2 separate regions of the Hermetia illucens genome follow, and region 1 is linked to region 2. A link is a contact called in public Hi-C data. All regions are on one chromosome and are shown on one strand. The core of a region is the stretch at or near the end of the contact, and the rest is flanking DNA. Distances in the headings are between cores, read along the strand shown.

Region 1 (5,237 bases), core at 262-2,761, 240 kb after region 2:
CAATTCAATTCATATAAATGTAAATGTAAAAATAAAGATATCAATTAAAAGTAAATCCTCAATCCGGTTTCCTATTGGGGGTCGTCTTTCATCTTGTCCTGGAACAGAATTTCTAATTGGTTGATGAGCCCCACGGCCCGGACATCCTCCTTCAACAGGGCGAACTGCTCCAAAGGTCCCAATGCATTCAACGCTTCCCGGTAACTCTGGATTGGCTTTGCTTCCCGCTCGACTACTTGCTCGATGTGGGACTGGCTGACACTGTTATCGACAGCATCATTGGAATCGTCATTATCGATGCTTATGGTTGCATATTGTTCGTCGGAATCGGATCCATTGTACGATACATAGCCGCTGTGGCTGTTCGAAGACTCCCCGAAGATGTCCACCGGCTCGGTGCTGGCGACGTCCATATCGTCGTCTGCATTGCCGTTGCAGATAAGCTTCCCAAGCTCCTGGGCCACGTTGCTGTTCCCGTAGCACCGGACGGTGAGGTCCTTGAATTCGTCATCGTCGAGCTGAACGTAATTGGGGATGACCGACTCTCCGTGAATTGCCCGCAAGTCATTCAATATTTCAGTCAGGTCTAAGCTCTGCTGATTGACTCCCACCTGGGAATGCCAGTCGTCCCAGCTCGTGAGCCCGTCCAACTTGTATTTGATCTTGAACCGCGAGTACCATTTGGGATTGGGCTTAAACAGGCGGTACTGCAGGATTTTGGCTATTTCCGAGGCCGTTGATTTTACCATCTCGTCGGTGAGCGTGAACTCGTAGTGGCTGCAGCGCAGAATCCACTCGAACAGAATCAAGCCCAGTGCGTTCAGCACTTTACAACGCGGTCTCCGCGTCCGAGTCGGGTCTTTCGTGGCCAGCCAGTCCGCTAGATACTCGTCTTTGTGCTTGAGTATGTGGTGGACTTGGCCTCGGTGGCAATTGAACATTTTCGCCAAACCCGTTGTTTGCTGAGTCCGCAAGTACTCGCGGATGATGTTGACTTTTTCAATTAGCGTCAGGACTCTCGACTGCAATGAGAGGATGTGGAAATATAAGAAATTGAATGCAAATTAGCAGCGAAAGCGAGGATCTAGCGCAACTCACCTTCCCCATGATGTCGTCTACGTAGCGAAGCGAAGCAAACTGGTGGAATTTCGGTTTCGACGGCAGCCTGGTGCCTCTCTCGTATTTCTACATGAGCGGCTGCGAGTGGTGTTGTTTCCGTTGAATCGCCCTGAGCCCCTGGCCCCGCACCGGCTCAACTGGCTGTAGTCGCTCGCAAAGATAGAGGCTGCTTTGCCCGACCACGAGTGAATCAACACATAGGCGGGCGTTGAAACACGTCGACATATACAAGTTTGCCCGTACAAATGAGCGGCGGCGCTGTTGCCACTGTACCGGTTTTCCAACCAGGCCGTCGAACCTCGAGTCCGCTGTAGTTGAAAAGTGCAAAGCCTTGGATGTGCTGTTCGCAGAGCCCCCGGGGTTTCTTTCGGGCTCCGAATGCGGGGCTGAAATTAGTCTGTGTGTTTTCATTCCAGGCTTTCTCGACATGGCAGACATTTGTGCTGTTCGGGTTTCCCATCACCGCTACGGTATTGATGGACCTGGGTATGCACACGACACAGCTGATGAGACTTCAAGCAACAGATTGGGCAAAGCGAGTCGTAGATAACAGAACGAGCGTTCAGATACGTACAAGTTGTGCATTCATTTCACAACTCACTATATTGGGTCTACGGAGGCAGACGGCTGTGCTGGCGATGATAAGCCCGTTTGAACGCTGGCCGTCGATCCATTCATTCTGGTTGTACTTAAATGGACGCCCAAGTGAATCATGGTAAATCCGTTGTGAGCTCTCTCGATGTTTTTTGAGGTTTTCGTTTTTATGTGGGCGAGTATAAATTGGATGATCTGGCGACAATGCTACACACAAATGTACTTTTCACCGTACATCAGTCGTCACTTATGACGAAGACTTTGTTATTTAGGAAAAAAACGTTTAACAGTCGATTCGTTATGTTGGAACACTATCTTGGACTTTAGAAATTCTGGCATAATCGAGGTAAGTGTTTTAGGTTCAACAATGTCATTTAAATATTCTTAAAGGTGTCAGATATCAGCCGCAGCAACAACAAATAGATTTCACGATGGCCAGTATAACTCGTATACTCTAGATTCCAGATAGGGTAGTATAATGCTGAATATAGGTATGTAGATGCGTTGATATGTTGCTCTCGAGTTATCATAGGAAGAACAGATACTGGCCGCGAGGCAAAATGTGGACCCGAATCAGATTAGGTAATCAATGAAAGTGAACCATTTTAAATTTAATTAGTCGTTACAGTCGACTAAGAGAGATCGGAATGCAAGTAAGCAAAAACAACAACTTTTTTTTCGCAAAAACAACAATTTTTATTTCTTATAATGCGTGAATATAAACTTATGGCTAACTTAGGGACTACCTTAACAGTTAAACTTAATCTAAGGTATTACATACACACATACATACACATACACACTCGTTAAGCATATATTAAAAAAAGGGGGGGGGGGTAAAAAGGACTGGGATAGGATGGGTGAGGTGCGGGGGAAGGATGGTAATTAAAAGCTGGGAGGGGTGCTAATGATGGGAAGGTTTAAAAAATTGGGAGTCGGAGAAGTTGCCGGTGTAGAAGACTACTCTGCCTAGGGAATCGAACAGACGGTTCTGTGACTGGAGGGAAAGGAGGATCTGGGGAAACAGATGAGTCCGGAGAAGGTTATCTTCCACGATCTCAATCTGCATGGCATTGGCGACAAGAGGATTGGGATGGGATTGGCACTTGGTCAGGAAGTTGAGGGCAAGACGGGCAAGGAAGGCATCGATGCGTGGGGTTTGGCAGGATTCATAGAGGATCTGGTTGGATATGTACTTGGAGCGGTCCTCGTTCTTGAAGATGTTGGCGCAGTGGCGAAGGATCCTGCGCTCTCTGAGGCGGAGTCGCTCCATTTGGGATGGGGAGCAATCGGACCAGAAGATGAAGCCGAAGATGAGGAGTGGGCGGATGAGCTGTTTATAGGAAAACAGCTTAACCTTTTTGGGAGTTGGGATGTTGTATTTAAGGATAGGATACAGGGACCGGAGAGTACGAGTTGCACGGCCTAGTGCCCTCGTTATGTGTGGTACGTGGGAGAGGCGGGAGTTCATTGTCACCCCGAGGTAGGTGACTTCTTTAACAGTGAGAATGGGCTGGTCGTGGATTGTGAGTGATAGTGATCTGGTGTCACTCCACATCTTCGGAGTCATCCTCATGTCTCCATAGAAGACGATGGTCTCACACTTGTCGGGATTTAGGGAAAGTTTCCAACGGGTGAAATAGTGGTAAAGTTCGTCCAAATAAGCATTCAGACGCGCTTCACCACGGGAGATGTCTTTCGTGGTCGTATATATGATTAGGTCATCCGCGTATTGGAGGATCTGGATGGGACACGGGTGTGGAGGTGGTTTAGGGATGTCTGCGGTGAACAGGGAGAAAAGGGTTGCAGACAGTACTGAACCCTGGGGAATGCCGGCGGGGCAAGTATAGGACGAGGAAAGATGCTGCTGGATGTTGACTGAGGATTTCCGCCCATCTAGAAAGCTAAGAATTAGCTTACAGAGGTGCGGATGGAAGTTGAGGATTTCGGAAAGCTTGTACGTGAGTCCGCATTGCCATACGGAGTCGAAAGTTTTCCTTAGGTCGAGGAGACAGGCTATGGTGGGTGTCCTCCGATTGATACCCAGTAGGATATCAGTCTTGAGGACAAGCAGTGCGTGCTCAACCGAGTGTCTAGTTCGGTTGGCGAATTGGAACTCGGGTAGGGTGTTGTTTGAAGTGCAATGCTCATCTAATAATAATCCGATTTGATAATCCGCTCGAAGATTTTGGTGGATGAAGAAAGGATGGAGATAGGCCTGTAGCTATTGGGATTAAGTGGATTCAGGTTCTTTTTTGGGACGGGAACTATGCGAGCATTTTTCCATTCGGTGGGGAAGTGTGCGTTGAGGACGCAGTGGTTAATGATCGAGGAGAGTGTGGTGGAAATGTTGGGGGCGCACTTTTTTAAAACTATGGACGGGATTTTGTCGATACCCACTGATTTTTTGTTCTTGGAGGCTGCATTGGCAGCCTCCGCCTTAGGGTACGCTTGTATTTGATATCCTCGAGGATATCGTTGGGGAGAGAAATAAGGTTGCGGTAGCTGAGGGACCGAGATGGTATCAGCTCGTCACATACTTGCTGAATTACTTCAGTGTACTGACGAACTGTCCAATCTATAGTGTCGTTGGAAACTGTTTCGTTGGTAGGGAGGAGGAGAGGCTCAAGTCTGGATTTAAGGGTGCGGTTGATGAGTTTCCAGTTCGCCTTCTGGAAGTCAGGGACTAAAGCGGGTGAGGGTCTGGTGGCTCTGTCGGGGAGTGAAACTTCTAAGACCACGGCGTCATGGTCACTGATATCGGGGGCTGTTTCTAGGAAGGGATAAGTATTGGGATTGGGTTTGATGGTGATGTTGCTGCTGATTAGGAAGTGGTCAAGGTAGGAATGGTAGTACCCTTTATTAAATGAAGGGAGGGCAGGGCTGAAGTGGGAGAGGTTAATATTGGGATTAGAGGTGGTTAGGAAACGGTGGAGCTTTTCCCCGTTCTGGTTCGACCGTACAGCGAACCATGACGGGTGCCTGGCGTTGAGGTCTCCCCCTATAATTATGTACCAGGACTTATTTGCTCTCGGTTGAGCGGCACAGTAGGCTAGGATCGAACGGATGTCATGGGTGTCAAAGGATTTATCGGGACAGTAGACAGCAGCTACGAAGACCAGGGAGGATTGGGTTTCAATGGAAATAAGGGTAACCTCAATAGATTTGAAGCTATTGGGCGGAGGGAACAGTTGTTTGGTAAGGAATTTTGTCGGAAATATGGATGGCCGTTCCACCACAGGTGTCTCGGCCTTGTGGATTGGACTGAGGACGGTCGGTTCTGAAGAGGTTGAAATTTGGGAAAATGGGCTTATGTTTATAGTGCAGCCTGGTTTCACACAGGAGCACTATGTGGGGCTTATGCTCGCCAAGAAATAGCTCGAGTTCGTGTCAGCGGGCACGGCCGATGATCGAGTTGATGTTCAACTCGATGATCTTAACATCCATTATTGGATGTTAAAATACCGACCATCGCGTTGAACATCTGCAGGAATTCCTGTGATTTCTTGGCGAACTCGAGGAAA
Region 2 (5,240 bases), core at 599-3,098:
AAGATGGTATGCACACGGAGTTTGGCAGGGGGGCTAAGACCTTCTCTCGGTCTCGAAATGAACGGCCCCAAAATCGGTGAAATTTTTACAACGTGATGACGTGATTTCGAAATACGATTTTCGCAGGTGTTCAGAGATTTTAAAACATGACTCTCGGGTTTCTGTCTATTTTTTCTCGGTGCTTTGTTTTTTGTTGGTTTTGTTGTTTTTCTGTTTTGTTGTTGGCTCAGCCATCGATGCTGAGACGAGGCGCGCAGCTGAGCTCTTTAATATTCAATGGGGCAAGATGCGGAGGCGCTATTTGGCGACTGATTGTGCATAAGCGAGATGAGCTGGGCGGACTGGGAATGGACGTGACGACCAAGGAATGAGTGTTTTGCTAACGGGAACAAACATTTCGGACGGGCGGACTCAAATATTTGAGTAATGACATTGCCCTGCGGCGACAGACATTCAGTCAACGAATTTGGCAGTGCTGAACAGTTTTAGGCGACATACCTGATTACTTGCGCGATTATGATATAACCGAAATGGAAAGTATGAGTCAGTCATGGTTTTCGCAATTTAAAATCGTCTTTAATAAACTCGAGTTAGCTTGCGGCGTAGAGTCCCCGCTTGGCTCCCAGATTGGATAAAGATTCGATGCTCAACCGCAGATCGGCAAATCAGAAATTAGCGAATGCCCTCTAAGTAACAAATCACAGATATACCTCAATTAAAGAAATTTATTCTGCGGGAAATAGTTGGTGGCATATTTCTACCGAAAGGTCTAAATTTACTTATTCTTTCAAATATTTTTTCTGCCTCCTGTTCACTCCTTTATAAAGTACAGGGTGCCCACGCAGACTTCTTCTTTTTGAGGATTACTGGGGCGATCTAAGAAGAACTAACGCCGCCAGCAATTAAATTTACAGAACGCGAAATGACTCCCTTTAGGTATCCCAGGCAGGAAGGAATAATGCTACTGAAGAAGCTGCCTTCAACGTATACCATAGGGTTTTTCAAAAACTGACACCAAAGTCTCCCTCATCGTACTCAATTAGACCAAAAATCCTTAATCCTTTGAAACTTACCGTATGTGAATGTGATGAGTTTGAGTGAAGGTTCGCCTCGGCGGGTGTGGTGAGTGGGCTGCTATGAGTCGATGACAGAATTGTATTTGGGCTGGGCCGATCAGACAAGGGCTGACGTTGACACGCAGGACTAGAGGACACTGTATTGCTGGCGGCTAGAAGCGCCACGCTGCTGGGGAGATTCTCCATTTGCTGGTTCTGCGTCTCAACATCGAGCACTGCGGCGGCATCGAAACTATTCACGGCGGGATGGGTTTCCAACTCTTTTTGAAGATCACAAATGTAATCGATCACGTGCTGGATTATCTCCAATTTGGAGAGTTTACGGTTTTTCGGCATGAACGGCACTAGATCCTTGAGTTTCGAAAGGTACATTTGAATCTCGGCATTCTCGCCGTCCCGATGCCGTGAAACGCGACCGTTAATAATAGCCGGAACGGACGCACCGGTTGCACAAACTGCTGTAATAGCCTTCATAGTAACTTTCAAGTTTCTTTTTTCTTCTAAATCACAAAAATGCGCTTCTAATTTATTGAAGGGTGTTCACACTAGGTCACTGATACGCCTGCACTGTATGACGACTTATCCACAAGTATCCAGTTAAATATTCCAGGTAATGCGCTAACTACACAAAACTTTATCCACTTCGATGATATTACCAACAACCAATGGTTTTCTCACTACCAATTATTCGGCACTGCACAAGAACTGAGTGTGGGACCACGCAAAGCCAAGCCGACGTTAGCACTCGAGACGACAACTCGAAATGACGTTCATTTCCCCCAGCGCGGCTTTTATACGGAATCGGTTACTCCGCCTCTCAGCCAATCAGATCGCTTGAAAGTCAGATATCTTTCGTATTGCAAATTCCCCTTTGAACGAAATCACGAAGATGCCCCGCCACCGCGGCCAATTCTCCTCGTGACGGGCTACTGACCAATGGGGTGCGAGCGCGATGTGCATTTGGTTGATTATAGCCGAACAATACCCGACAGAATCGCGATTGTGGACGGTTTGTCTTTCGTTTTTGTTTTGCAAGCCGTGCTCATAATCGTCCCGTAATTATCGTTATCGGTCGTGAGGAGGTCGCACAGGTTAATGTTTTGACTGAGCTGGAATCGTGGAGCGACGGGAAAAAGTCCCCAAGCGCCCGCGAGGTAAGAATTCCGAGTTATTTGTGCATCTTGTCGTTGCAGAGAGGGGAAGGGCGCAAGGGGTGCGACCAATTGAAATATGTAAAGCGAAGCGCCGGTCGCCCCGGCTGTTGACAGCTGCTTTGTTTTGCGGAGATTCTTGCATGGCCTGGGTTGCGGGACTACCTGTTGAATGTTTTGTTGCATGCGATATGGGAAAATTCGAGCAGAGAGTGCTGCCGTGGTTTTGGCTTGATACTGGCCGCGTTCAGAGCCATGGAGGGTAGCGAAGTTGCAGCTGAAGATCAGATGGCGAATTCCCGACAATGCCGGGGAAGGCATTTCAGCCCTTTGTGCTCGGCAGTCGTGACCGTGAGAAAATTCATTCGGGGTGAACTGAGTTATTTCACTCGGTGGCCGGGTGTTTTGGTGGGAAGAAATCGCTGATTTGACTTTGAATCACTTTCAGGATTTGTCAACCACGAACATGTTTCGATTACGAACATTAATATTTAGTGTTTCCCCTTGAAATTATAGTGAATTAACGACTTAGCGGGCAATTGAAAAAGAAATCTCGGACTACATAGTAATCAACAGCGGGAAACAATCCTCGAAGCAACCTCCAATTTACCAAACAATTGATAACGGTTTGATTTTCAAATGCGGATGCATTGATTTTTATGCTTCCACAAATGGCCTAACATGTCAATGTTAGTCAATTTAATCTTTGAAATTTAACGCAACTTTACATAAACAAATCTGTGGACTAGCAACCTGCAGATTTTCACTTTTCGATTGCTATGGAAAAGCTATCCATGCTTTTGCTAAGAATAGACTTGCCGCCAACGACCTTTGGCTATCATAACAAGCCTCGAATTGATTTTTGGAATGTGTGGACGCTTCTCGAAAATGCCATCGAGGGCCTCCAGAATGCTAGCTTTCAGCAACTTGAGGATGAGTTCCAGCGTTACAGGCTGGACATACTGGGGTGGAGTGAGATTAGATTATGGCACTCTGGAGAACATTCCTTTCTTTCTAGGGCCACCATATTATTGTACTCCGTAGAGCCCGGCGTAAGTAAACGGGAATCCCCTGTTGGATTATTATTATTCTGTTAAGGAGCACTACGTCCTTAAAGAACTATTGTCCCCCTTTTGCTAGTTATAGTGTACCTATTAATCGTAGTTTCTCAAGCATGGAATGGTTAGGAATTTTAGTATATTTCCTACTTCCAGATCTTTCAACTCTGGATTTGGTATTAATAGTTCTTTCAGATGCCTCAACCTGCCTGACACTGACCCGAAACCTGTAGACGGTTTCACCACACTCCGCAAAGAACCTGCTGACTGTGTGCATAGATATCCAGGTGATAGTTTAGCCAGTGAGAACTCCCACTATGATTCGGAGGTTCTTTTTGATGAGGTTTAAGCAATCTTTTGTGCGCTTAAGTTCGTATCCCCCAATAATCACCCGGGACGGCTTCATTTTTGGTAGAGTCGCCCAGTATAGTTCCCTCAACCGTTCCCCTTCCTTTTTAAATGTCATAGCCATGAACCTGGCTCATGCAAAGGCGTCGCTTATCCCTTCTTGGCTGGTTCCTTCGCTGCCTCATTGCCTATAAACCCAATATGGCCTGGAAACCAGAGTATCCAGATGTTGTTGAACAAGCCGAGCGTATTCAGTCTCTCAAGGCATTCCCATACCAGTTTAGAGTTCATCTGGTTGGAGTTAAGCGCCTTGATCGCTGCTTACCTGTTGATGAGAATAGTAACGTTCTGCCTCTTGTAGTTCCTTTGAGGATTAAAAGAGGCACATCAGTCTATGGCGTATATTTCCGCCTGGAATATGCTAGTGTGCTTACCCATAGGCTCCAAATACATTTTCCGTGGACTAAGGACACCGCCACCCGCTCTCTCTACTGTGAGGGGTCCGTCACTGTACCAAGTAATCAGTTGCTGGTTTAAACCGTATGTCACAGCCACGCTCTGCTAGTTTGCCTTGTTACTCCAACGTGTTTCAAACTTTATCGAAGTGAATTCTCTTTGGTGTCAATAATTCGGGGTACCGCCTAGAATGAATATGTATCTTTCTTCGATTTAGGGAGCTCCCGGCCTCAGTGATACTCCCGACCATCGTGAATATTGCCCTCCTTGCCTGCGTCTGTATGTGCAGATGGAGAGTTGCTAATACCAGAAGGACCTCCAAGAATGCCGTTGGGGATGTCCTCGTCGCCCCACTGATACACAAATAAGCCAGTCTTTGGAGTTTGGGTAACTGGCTTGTGTGCTGAGTTCATATACCTCATACAAGAACCGTGGGTTGTTGGTGGGGTAGTCAGGGGCCTAAATTTCCAACATGCTGACCTATTGTATGCCAATGGAAGCGATCAACCTCGCACCTGCATGGTAGTCTCAAAAGACTTCCAGGCTAATTTGTTTAACGACCTATGTGATGGCGACACCAACAGAGAGATAAAGAGATACTATGGGTGCTTTGCAAATTTCCCCTATGACGCAAAAGAAGTTCCCAGTAGAACATTCATCAGAGCTATCCAATATGCCAAAAGTAGTGGCATGGGGGTAATAGCAGGATGTAATGTCAACGCTCACCACATATGCTGCGGAAGTTCCAACATCAATGCAAGAGGATCGAGACTGTTGGAGTATCTAATAGGGACCGATTTGCCGATCCTAAATTTGGGTAATGAACCCACTTTCTTCAACGTGGTCAGACGAGAGGTCATCGACATCAAGGTGGCATTTCCTGACATCGCGGCTCTGATCGGAGAGTGGAGAGTATCAAACGATATCACACTCTCGGATCACAGACGCATTGATTACGTAATTGGGATGGATCCACCTCCACCCATTCCATTTCGAAATCCGTGGAAGACAGATTGGGTGATGTATAAAATAGAATTGAGCGCCCGAGTCACGATCCCTGGGAAGCGCATCAAATCCATTGCTGGAATTGATAAGACAACCCAGATGATCACAACTAGTATGAGAGAAGCTTGCGGTCAAAGTTGTCCACT

The links. Hi-C and Micro-C count contacts between places; a contact is called where the count stands out from the background.
Region 1: a Hi-C map of an unstated tissue shows a contact between it and region 2, with 7 times the contacts expected there. The contact joins the promoter of LOC119649758 here to the promoter of LOC119648289 in region 2. A contact is called at or near these places in 2 of 2 Hi-C or Micro-C datasets (an unstated tissue and whole body).

What each region holds. Positions count from the first base shown.
Region 1 is chr2:106,132,397-106,137,633 of iHerIll2.2.curated.20191125, forward strand. LOC119649758 reads right to left here and starts at 1,512. Exons shown (of 2, transcript XM_038052052.1): 1 at 1,099-1,512; 2 at 1-1,022. The coding sequence starts at 1,107. The coding sequence ends at 72.
Region 2 is chr2:105,894,685-105,899,924 of iHerIll2.2.curated.20191125, forward strand. It overlaps LOC119648289 (protein extra-macrochaetae), which reads right to left and starts at 1,849. Exons shown (of 2, transcript XM_038049945.1): 1 at 1,074-1,849. The coding sequence starts at 1,550.